Linked DNA regions of Macaca mulatta: region 1 is linked to region 2. A link is a contact called in public Hi-C data. All regions are on one chromosome and are shown on one strand. Each heading gives the region's core, a stretch centred on a gene start, on an enhancer-like site or on the middle of the called end of the contact. The rest is flanking DNA. Distances are from core to core; before and after follow the strand shown. Region 1 holds the start of LOC144329795. Region 2 holds the start of TDP1 (tyrosyl-DNA phosphodiesterase 1).

Region 1 (4,005 bases), core at 1,018-3,517, 110 kb before region 2:
ACCTATGGTGGACACGACGGTGCCCACGAAGTAGAAGGCGCCGGTGAAGTCCCAACGCGGGCGGACGTTGTCCACGCGGATGCCGGCCCGAGTGGCCTCCTCGTAGTGGCGGAGGAAGCCGCGCAGCTCGTCGCGGCTCAGGTTGTGGCCGCGGCTGAAGTTGGCCAGGCGCTCCTCCCAGCGCTGCTTGGCCTGGCGCTCGTGCGCCAGCTCCAGCGCGGAGAAGACGGCGGCGCCGCCCAGCAGGTAGAGCACGATGAGCGCGGCCAGCAGCAGAAAGCGCGCGTTGTCCTCGTTCAGGTGGCCCGGGCCCCAGCTGAAACCTCGACCGGCCATGGCCGGGCCCCCAGGGGCGCCAGCGGAGTCTCGCCCTCCCCCGGGAAATAAGGGCCCCGGCGCTCAGCCGGCTCCCAGGCGCCCCACCGCCGACTCGCCCATGACCGCCGGGAGCTCCCGCAGGCCGCGAGGCTCCCCCGGCCGCCGCCTCGGTAGCTCCTGCGGCGCCAGCTCCCCACGTCCTCCTTGACGCCTAGTTTCAAATCCGCTTTGTCGCCGCCGTTCCCCTCCACTCCCCCCGCTCTCTTCGGGGTTCTCCTTAACGCCGAAGGTCCCGGGGAGCGGGCGCAGAGTCCACGTCTGCTTGGCGCTGGGTTGCGGACGCCGTTTCCATCCCTGCTCCCTGTCTGGCTTAGGTAGGGGAGGGGGCGTGGCGCGTCTTCAGGGCAAGCTCGAGCGAAGTCGAGTTTCCGCCGAAGAGAAGGTCGAGGGGGTCCGGAGGTCGGCGGGTAAGCAGAGCCACTGGGTCCTGGTTCCTTTGACTATCGCTTCTCAGGCCACCGACGGCTAAGACGCGGGCGTCAGTCTGCTGGCTTTGTAGGTGCCTCCCCAGGTAGACCGACGGTGGTGCGTCCTAGTTGTGGTCGTGGTGTCGCGCTGAGCCTGTGGCCTCCCGAGTCACCGAATCGGCTGCTGGGGCTTAGGGATGGAGCGGGTCCAGGGTGGGCGCAAGGAGAGAGGGGTTGTACTGAGCGGCGTCCGCGGGCTCCGACCTCCCGCCGGGCCCCAACGCTGCGCATCCGTTGCGCGGACAGGCTGGAGAGAGGAGACCAGAAAGGGAGGTTGGAACAGGGAGCGAAGGAAGTTAGGGGCATCTCCCCCGGGCAGCCGGCCTCGCCTTGCCCATGCCAGAGCACCCTTGGTCTCTGGATCCTGCGCGGGGGCGTCCTCTGCGCCTACTAGTGGGCTCCGCCCGGACCAAGCCCGCACTGCGAGCCAGCCCCGCTTCCAGAGAGGAGGCCAAAGACTGGGGGCTGTAAGGGCCCCGCGGCCAGGAGACCTTGACCTTGGAGAGTTCCATCTCTTCCACCCGGGCTTGGCTGCTTAGTGCGTTCCAGAGTTTTGCCTGGACGCGGGGTCCGCGCAGAAGGCATCCCCCACCTCACGCACACCATCAGCATGCTCTCCAGCAAACCGCCAGGGCCCCCTCCCCGAAACCCCGCCTTGTAGATCTCACCTTCCGGGGAGCGCCCTCTCCGCGCCGCTCCGTCGGGACTGTTCCCGGGCCTCCTGGCAGCCGCGGCCCTGCCCTGCCGGCCGGCGCGGGGAGCACAGGTCCGCACCGCGCTCTGCCTTCTCAGGCGGGCGCGCTTCGACGCGGCAACAGGTGGAGCCGTGCGGCTGCCAGCTGCGGCGACTCCACCCTGTCGCCCGCCTCCTTGCGCGCGGGCCCGCCTCCTGCGCTGGTCTCCGCCAGTAGACGCCTGGCGTTTGGAAGGCCGACCAGGGGCTGCAGTGCTCCCACCAGGGCGCGCAGATCTGGGGAGTGAATGCAGAACCGGCTGGTGGGACGCTCAACCGGGCCGCGTGGGCCCTCCGGGACCGGGAGAGGGCGCTCTGCCTCCTCCAGACACATCCCGCCCCCGCCCGCGCAGACAGCCCCGCGCGGCCCTCCGGAATCACCCGCCCGGGCGTGTGGGAGCGAATCTGCACGCGGAGAGGAATGGATACGTGGGCATCTTCCCACCTTCCGAGAGAGCAGTCCCAGACTCAGAGCCCCACACACCACCCTTACGCACCAGGAGCAGAGACAGAAGGGCTAGGAGCCCTGTTGAGTAAAACCGTATGATTTCGAATAATGAAACACAGCTCTGGTGAGTGCATTTTCATCAGAAACCCTGGTGCTGTTAGCAGTCCTCTCGGCTCTGTTACTCACTCCCCAATGCCCCTCTTTCATCTAGCCTTCTGAGGGGCAAGAGCTTTAGGGGCATCGCGAGAATAGGTGCCTGTGTATACACCCAGGGTGAGTACCGCAATTACCTTTTAAATTCATTTTATTATGAAAACTTTCAAACATTCTAAAAGTTGAAAGAACTTTACAGTGAACACCCGTATACCTACCACCTAGATTCTACAATTAACATGTTACTATACTTGATTTATTAGATACCTATCCGTCCCTCTGTCCATCCATCAACCCATCGGGTTTGGATGCATTTCAGAGTAAGTTGCAGAGCTTGGTACACTTCCGCCCTCATCCCCAGTACTTCTGCCTGCATATCACTACGTAGGGTTCAATATTTACTTACAGAATTTTTTTCCTTTTCGGATAAAATTTACATACAGTGAAATGCATAAATCTTAAGTGTATCATTAGGTGCGTTCTGACAAATGCGTACACCTCTGCAAATCACCTATCCAACCCACCAACCAAACATCATCAACAGGTCAGAGTTCCCCGAAGTCCCTTCCCTGTAACTCCCCACCCACATTCCTCCAGAGGAAACCACTGTTCAGAATTTTTCTGCCATCGATTACTTTCGCTTTTATAGAACTCAGTTTTTTTTTTTTTCTCTAAATCTCCATATAAATGGAATCATGCCGGTATGTACTCTCTTGTGGAAAACATGTTTTTGAGATTTACCCATGTTATATATCTTAGTAATTCCTTCCTCTTTATTGCTAGTTTTTCATTGTTTGGATATACCATAGTTTTATTCTTTCTCCTTCTATTGATAGAAAGGAGAACTGTTATAAAATTTTGGTCATCATAAATAAAACTGTTAGGAACATTCTTGTACACCTATGTAGACATATGTTTTCATATTTCTTACGTAAAGACCTAGGAGTGGAATTGCTGGGTCAGAGGGTACATATGTATTTCGTTTTATGAGAAACTGCCCGACATTTTCCCAAAGCAGCTGTACTGACAGTGTACAATAGTTCTGGATGCTCCGTATCTTTGTCAACATTTGGCAGTATCAGTCATTTTAATTTTAAAACTACTGGTGGATGTAGCAATATCTTGCTGTGGTTTTAATTTACATTTCCCTGATGTCTAAAAATACTGGTGGATGTAGCGATATCTCACTGTGGTTTTAATTTGCATTTCCCTAATGTGCTTGCTGGCCACTTGTGTACCTTCTCTTGTGAATTTTCTGTTGAAATATTTTGCCCACTTATAAAATTAGTTTCTCTGTTACTGAGTTATAGAGATCCTTTATATATGCGGGATACCAGTCCTTTCTCAGATACATATCTTGCAAATATTTCTACCTCTGATTTGCCTATTTATTTTCTCATTTATTTTCTTAAATATGTTTTCTGTATGTTTGGTGCCCTTTGAGAAATCATTACCTCCTTCAAGGTTGCATAGGTTTTCTGTCTCCCCACACTTTTATATTTGGGTCTATGATCCATTTGTTTCCCTGTGGTATGAGGGAAGAGTCAAAGGTCATTTTGTCCAGGTGGATTTCCAGTTATTCCAATGCTATTTGTTGAAAAGATAAATATGCCTGAGTTTCAGGAATTTAGTTTGTTCATTATTTGCCCACCCTTATGCTAATACCACAGGATTTACATTACTTATAACTCTATGGTAGGTCTTTAGTGGGACTATAATTGAGTCCTCTAACTTTGCTCTCCTTTTTCAAGATTCTTTGAATGTTATAAAACTTTTACACTTCCACTAAAAAATCATAGAATCAGCTTAATTTCATCAAAAAAGCT
Region 2 (4,547 bases), core at 1,716-4,215:
CAAAATAAAGTTTATGTAAAAGAATGATTGGATTCAAACAACAATATTAAGTATACGATAGTCCACGTGATAGCAGCAGGAGGCAGACACATCCCTAGGCAGATAGGGGCAGAGCCTCATTAAAACCCCACCTGCAAACCAAAGACAGTTTAAAGCCTGAAAGCCAAGCTACAAGTCTTGGATAAATCCACAGACCGGATTGATAACCTCTCTTCCCACTTGGCACGGCTTCCTCTAATTAATCCCCACCCTTCACCTACTTTACATACACCTACCCTTCCCTAATTCGTTTTTTACATTGTCAAGCCCACCTTTGGGTGGTGCCTTTGTTTTAGCCTTTTTTGCATACTTACAAACCGATCAGCACACTCCCCCATTCTGAGCCCATGAAAGCCCCAGACTCAGCCACACTGGGGAACTGCCCACCTTTGGGTGGGGACAGGGGACACCCACTTGGGGTCCCCTCTCTGCTGAGAACTGTTTCATCACTCAATAAAACTCATCTCCCCCCTTCTCCCCTTTGGTTGTCACCCTAACCTTATTATTATTGGACGCAGGACAAGAAACTGGGACCTGCTAAACAGCAAGTGCAAATAGAGCTATAGCCCTGTAGCAGCACTCTGTTCCGCTGGTGGAACAACGGGAGAGGGAACCACTGGCTGCCACACACCTCCATTTACTGGGCTGCAGATGGCGGGACTAAAAGAGCTGTTAATACATCCCTATTTGCCTGGCGTCTCCAAGTGTTCGGGCACCACCACATCCCCCTCATCTGGACACCAGAGTCTGATGCCAGAGTCACTTGCCACACGCCCAGGCCATCCACAGTCCTGCATGGAGTCTGTGCCTGGGCCAGCACTTGGAACAGCCATCCAGGCCTCCAGGCTCACTCATACACCCACTCCTTGCAGGCTGAGCGTGCATAGTGGCCACGGGATCTGGGCCAGGAGGAAAGCCAAACGCACAATGCCAGGCTGAGTGGGCAGGGCACCTCCTGCGGCCAGCCCAGGGCTGGAGGTCTCCAGCTGGCGAAGCGGCCCTGAAAAAAATCCCGTGTCATATGTGTTAAGGGAATAAAACAAACTGGGGAGAAGGCAGGTGAGTGTGATTGAAATTTGGCAAACACTGTACTAACATGAAAAATCTAAAGAAATTTTCCCACCAAACGCTAGCTCAGGACACTGCTAGTGCTTTTATTAAGGACTTTAAAACATGTTGTGGATATGAAAGGTACTCAATTTAGAGCTGCTGTTTCCTCACTCCCCACTATACCAGACCCAGCTGGGGCATTTCTCTTTCACCTCCAGTTGCTCCTTCTCATGGAGCTTAAAAACCATCAGGTGGGCCCGGGAGCCAGGCTCCTCAGTTGAGTTCCTGTGTGGCCAAAGGCAGCATGGGCCCTGTCTCAAACCGAGCCATGACTAGGGAGTAAATGTGCACTCGGGCAGGTTAGTTAACTGCTGAGCCTCGGTTTTTTAGTCTGTAAAATGGTTATCAGGCTTACCCCCTGGAGTGCATTCATTCAACAACTTACTGGGCAGTCATTATGTACTGAAAACTGGGAATGAGGCCTTAACAATATAGTTTCTATCCTAGCAGAGCATAATTTCAGGGCAGAAGAGACAGACCCACATATAAAAATTTTAATAGCCAAGATGAGTTAGACATTCATTACATTTTATAAGTATGAGACAGAAAAATAGGGGTGATCTTGGGAATATGCTGAAGAAGTAACATATAAATGAGACCCAGAGGGCCAAAAGGAACCTGCTGTCTAAATGATGGGGTGCAGAGCATTCCAACTAGAGGGTACCCAGCCTGCAGAGATGGGAAAGAGATCATAAAAAAGGACTTAGGCAAGGCAGGCAACGGTCCACGATGAAGGGGGTGAGGGGAGAAGACCCATTAAAGAAATTGGATTTTATGCTATGAACAATGGGGTCTCACTTAGGGCTTTAAGAAGGGGAATCCGAATTGCATTTATTTTTTTTTGAGACAGAGTCTCGCTCTGCCACTCAGGCTGGAGTGCAATGGCACAATCTCGGCTCACTCCAACCTCCGCCTCCCAGGTTCAAGCAATTCTCCCACCTTAGCCTCCTGAGGAGCTGGAATTACAAGCACCCGCCATCATGCTCGGCTAATTTTTGTACAGACGGGGTTTCACCATGTTGGCCAGGCTGATCTCGAACTCCTAACCTCAAGTGATTCACCCGCCTCGGCCTCCCAAAGTGCTGGGATGACAGGCGTGAGTCAACGCGCCCGGCCTTCGATTTGCCTTTTTAATACAACTGTGTGCGCTCCAACTCTGTGGAGAACGGTTTGGAGACGAAGTGAGAGGGCTCTTGCTGAAGGCGTTCGACGGGAGCCGATTCGGAAGGTGAGGAAGTGATAACAGCAGCTGCCAACCTTACTGTGCGATCATCTGGGGCCGGCCAGGCACGATTCGAAGGGCCTCATCGGGTGTAAACTCGCTTCACCCTCAAGACAACTCTATACTACGTACCGTGACCGTCCTCCTATACTGAGAAACCAAGCACAGAAAGCTTAAGCGTCTGGCACGTGGTGGGCGCTTTCCTACTCACTTTCTGGGACTTCCTACTCACTTTCTGGGACCACGCACCTGTAAGCTTAGGTCTGGGAATAAAAACCCCAGCAGGGGCCCCTAGCGCCGCGCCCAGGCAGGACACAGGTCTCCGCGGCGCCTGTGCGCGCCCCCTGAGACGCTGTGATCGGAGGAAACCGAGGCCCAGGGGCCGAGGCGACCCTGCCCCGTCTTCCCAGCCGCGCCGCTTCCTCGCGGTCCGCCTCCAGCCCTGCAGGACCCCAGCAGCCCGCGAACCGCGACCGGTCAGGAGCAGATTCCCGGGCCCGACCGCAGCCCTCGAGAGACCGCACCGACTCCGCGCCCGCTGCCGCCCAACACGTACCTGAGGCGCACCGAACTCACGCTCGCCTCGGATCCCGCCCCTTCGGCGGCCGCCGCGCATGCGCGCAGTTGAAACCCTCGGGGCAGCGTCGCGGGGCTCGAGGTCCGGCCCCTTCCCCTTCCGGGGAGCGCACCGCTGGGTCCTAAAGCCCGCCGGGTGTCTACCCAGGACGGGGCTCGGGAGACCTCGTCTCCCCTAGCTCTTGGCTGACCTCCTGGAGACTTCTTAAAACGAATAGCGAACCAGAAAGGCGTCCCCTAACTTCTCTCTAGTTAACTACGAGCAAGACTCACCCTCTTTACGGAATTCTCATGGCTCAAGCTCCCAGGACTCCATGCAGCGGCGTTTGGTTTAAAGTGGAGAGAGGATACGCTTAGGATAAAGGCAGCTGCAAGGAGACCTGTGTCCTGGGAAGGGCTGGGTGCAGACTTTGAAATCTGCTGTAAAATAAAATGTTAAATGAGTTCCCACTGGACTCAGAACTTCGAATGTCTGTTCCTTCTTCGAAACAGTTGCGTTCTTTTAAAATCTTCTGAGAAACGGAACTCGCCCCACAGTCCTTGCCTTCAATAAGGATGTTTGCTGTGGGATTTGGGCTCTGTGCTATTTGTGGTATTTATTCTTGGAATCTCCCTCAAACTAGGCATGTCTTCCAGAGGACTGAGTGAAATACATTTGTGTAAACATAACGGCTCGTTTCGTTCGTTCATTGAAGATCTACTTTGTGCCATGTACAGTGCTAGGTGCTGGGGTTATCTGGAGGACAGAGCAGATGTAGTAGCTACCCTGGGAGCTCGATCTCAATGACTTGCTGATCTGAACGAGAATCCCGGACTTGGCTCTTTTCGTTTGGTTGTCTTTATGTTTGTTCACACTCTTTTTGTCTCCAATGATGTTTAGCATAGTGTCATAGATCTAAATGATTAAAAGTAACTTACTGCAAGATGGAGGGAGAGAATGAAATAAATCATGAACCAGGCATTGAACCAGCACCTAGAAGCGCTTGGATTTCCGGCCACACGCAACTAGTAAAGGGGACAGAGGGGGCGGAGCCAAGTGCTGGGGGCAGGCCTGGGCGCCTCACTGCCAGGGCGGCTCCTAGGAAACTTGATTAAACAAAGGCTCTGGCCAATAGCCCTGCGGGATTAACGCGAGTGGGCTGGCAGGTTGTCCAATGGGAGGAGACGACGGAGTTGCGCGGTGAAGTTCGGCTTCCTGAGCCGCGGCGGGCGTGGCCGCGTTAGGCTGCGAGCCAGGCCGGGGCAGCAGTGGGCCGTGTTTGGGGTGCTGGGGTTCGGTTGTTGCAGTCGCGATGTTCTTCTCCGAGGCCAGAGCCAGGTCGCCGACGTGGGAAGCCAGTCCCTCGGAACACAGGATGTGGGTGGAAGTAGGTGTCCGGAGGGCGACTGAGCCTCGGACTTCAGCTTGCCCTGGGCCTCTCGCTTTCTCCCCCGCGCCTGGGTCTCTCTCTGCCGGGTTGTACAGATAAGACCTGGGCTACCTGTCCAAAGGGTTGTGGTTAATGACTGATCCTGGAGCTGCAGGGCTCCTGGCTCCCCGTCCAGGACTACGGCTACCTCCAAGTTCCTTCTCCTTTCCCTCTACATAGTCTATTAATGG

Evidence for each region. A called contact is a pair of places that touch in the nucleus more often than the background predicts.
Region 1: a Hi-C map of cortical neurons shows a contact between it and region 2, with 2.7 times the contacts expected there. The contact joins the promoter of LOC144329795 here to the promoter of TDP1 in region 2. A contact is called at or near these places in 3 of 14 Hi-C or Micro-C datasets (CD4 T cells, cortical neurons and liver).

The regions. Positions count from the first base shown.
Region 1 is chr7:163,322,759-163,326,763 of T2T-MMU8v2.0, reverse strand. LOC144329795 reads right to left here and starts at 2,267. Exons shown (of 3, transcript XM_077938828.1): 1 at 2,209-2,267; 2 at 1,514-2,023; 3 at 858-1,092. The coding sequence starts at 2,267. The coding sequence ends at 858. It overlaps KCNK13 (potassium two pore domain channel subfamily K member 13), which reads right to left and starts at 750. Exons shown (of 2, transcript NM_001261646.1): 1 at 3-750. The coding sequence starts at 336.
Region 2 is chr7:163,213,193-163,217,739 of T2T-MMU8v2.0, reverse strand. TDP1 (tyrosyl-DNA phosphodiesterase 1) reads right to left here and starts at 2,965. Exons shown (of 16, transcript NM_001257779.1): 1 at 2,928-2,965. It overlaps EFCAB11 (EF-hand calcium binding domain 11), which reads left to right and starts at 4,116. Exons shown (of 6, transcript XM_077941608.1): 1 at 4,116-4,314. The coding sequence starts at 4,240.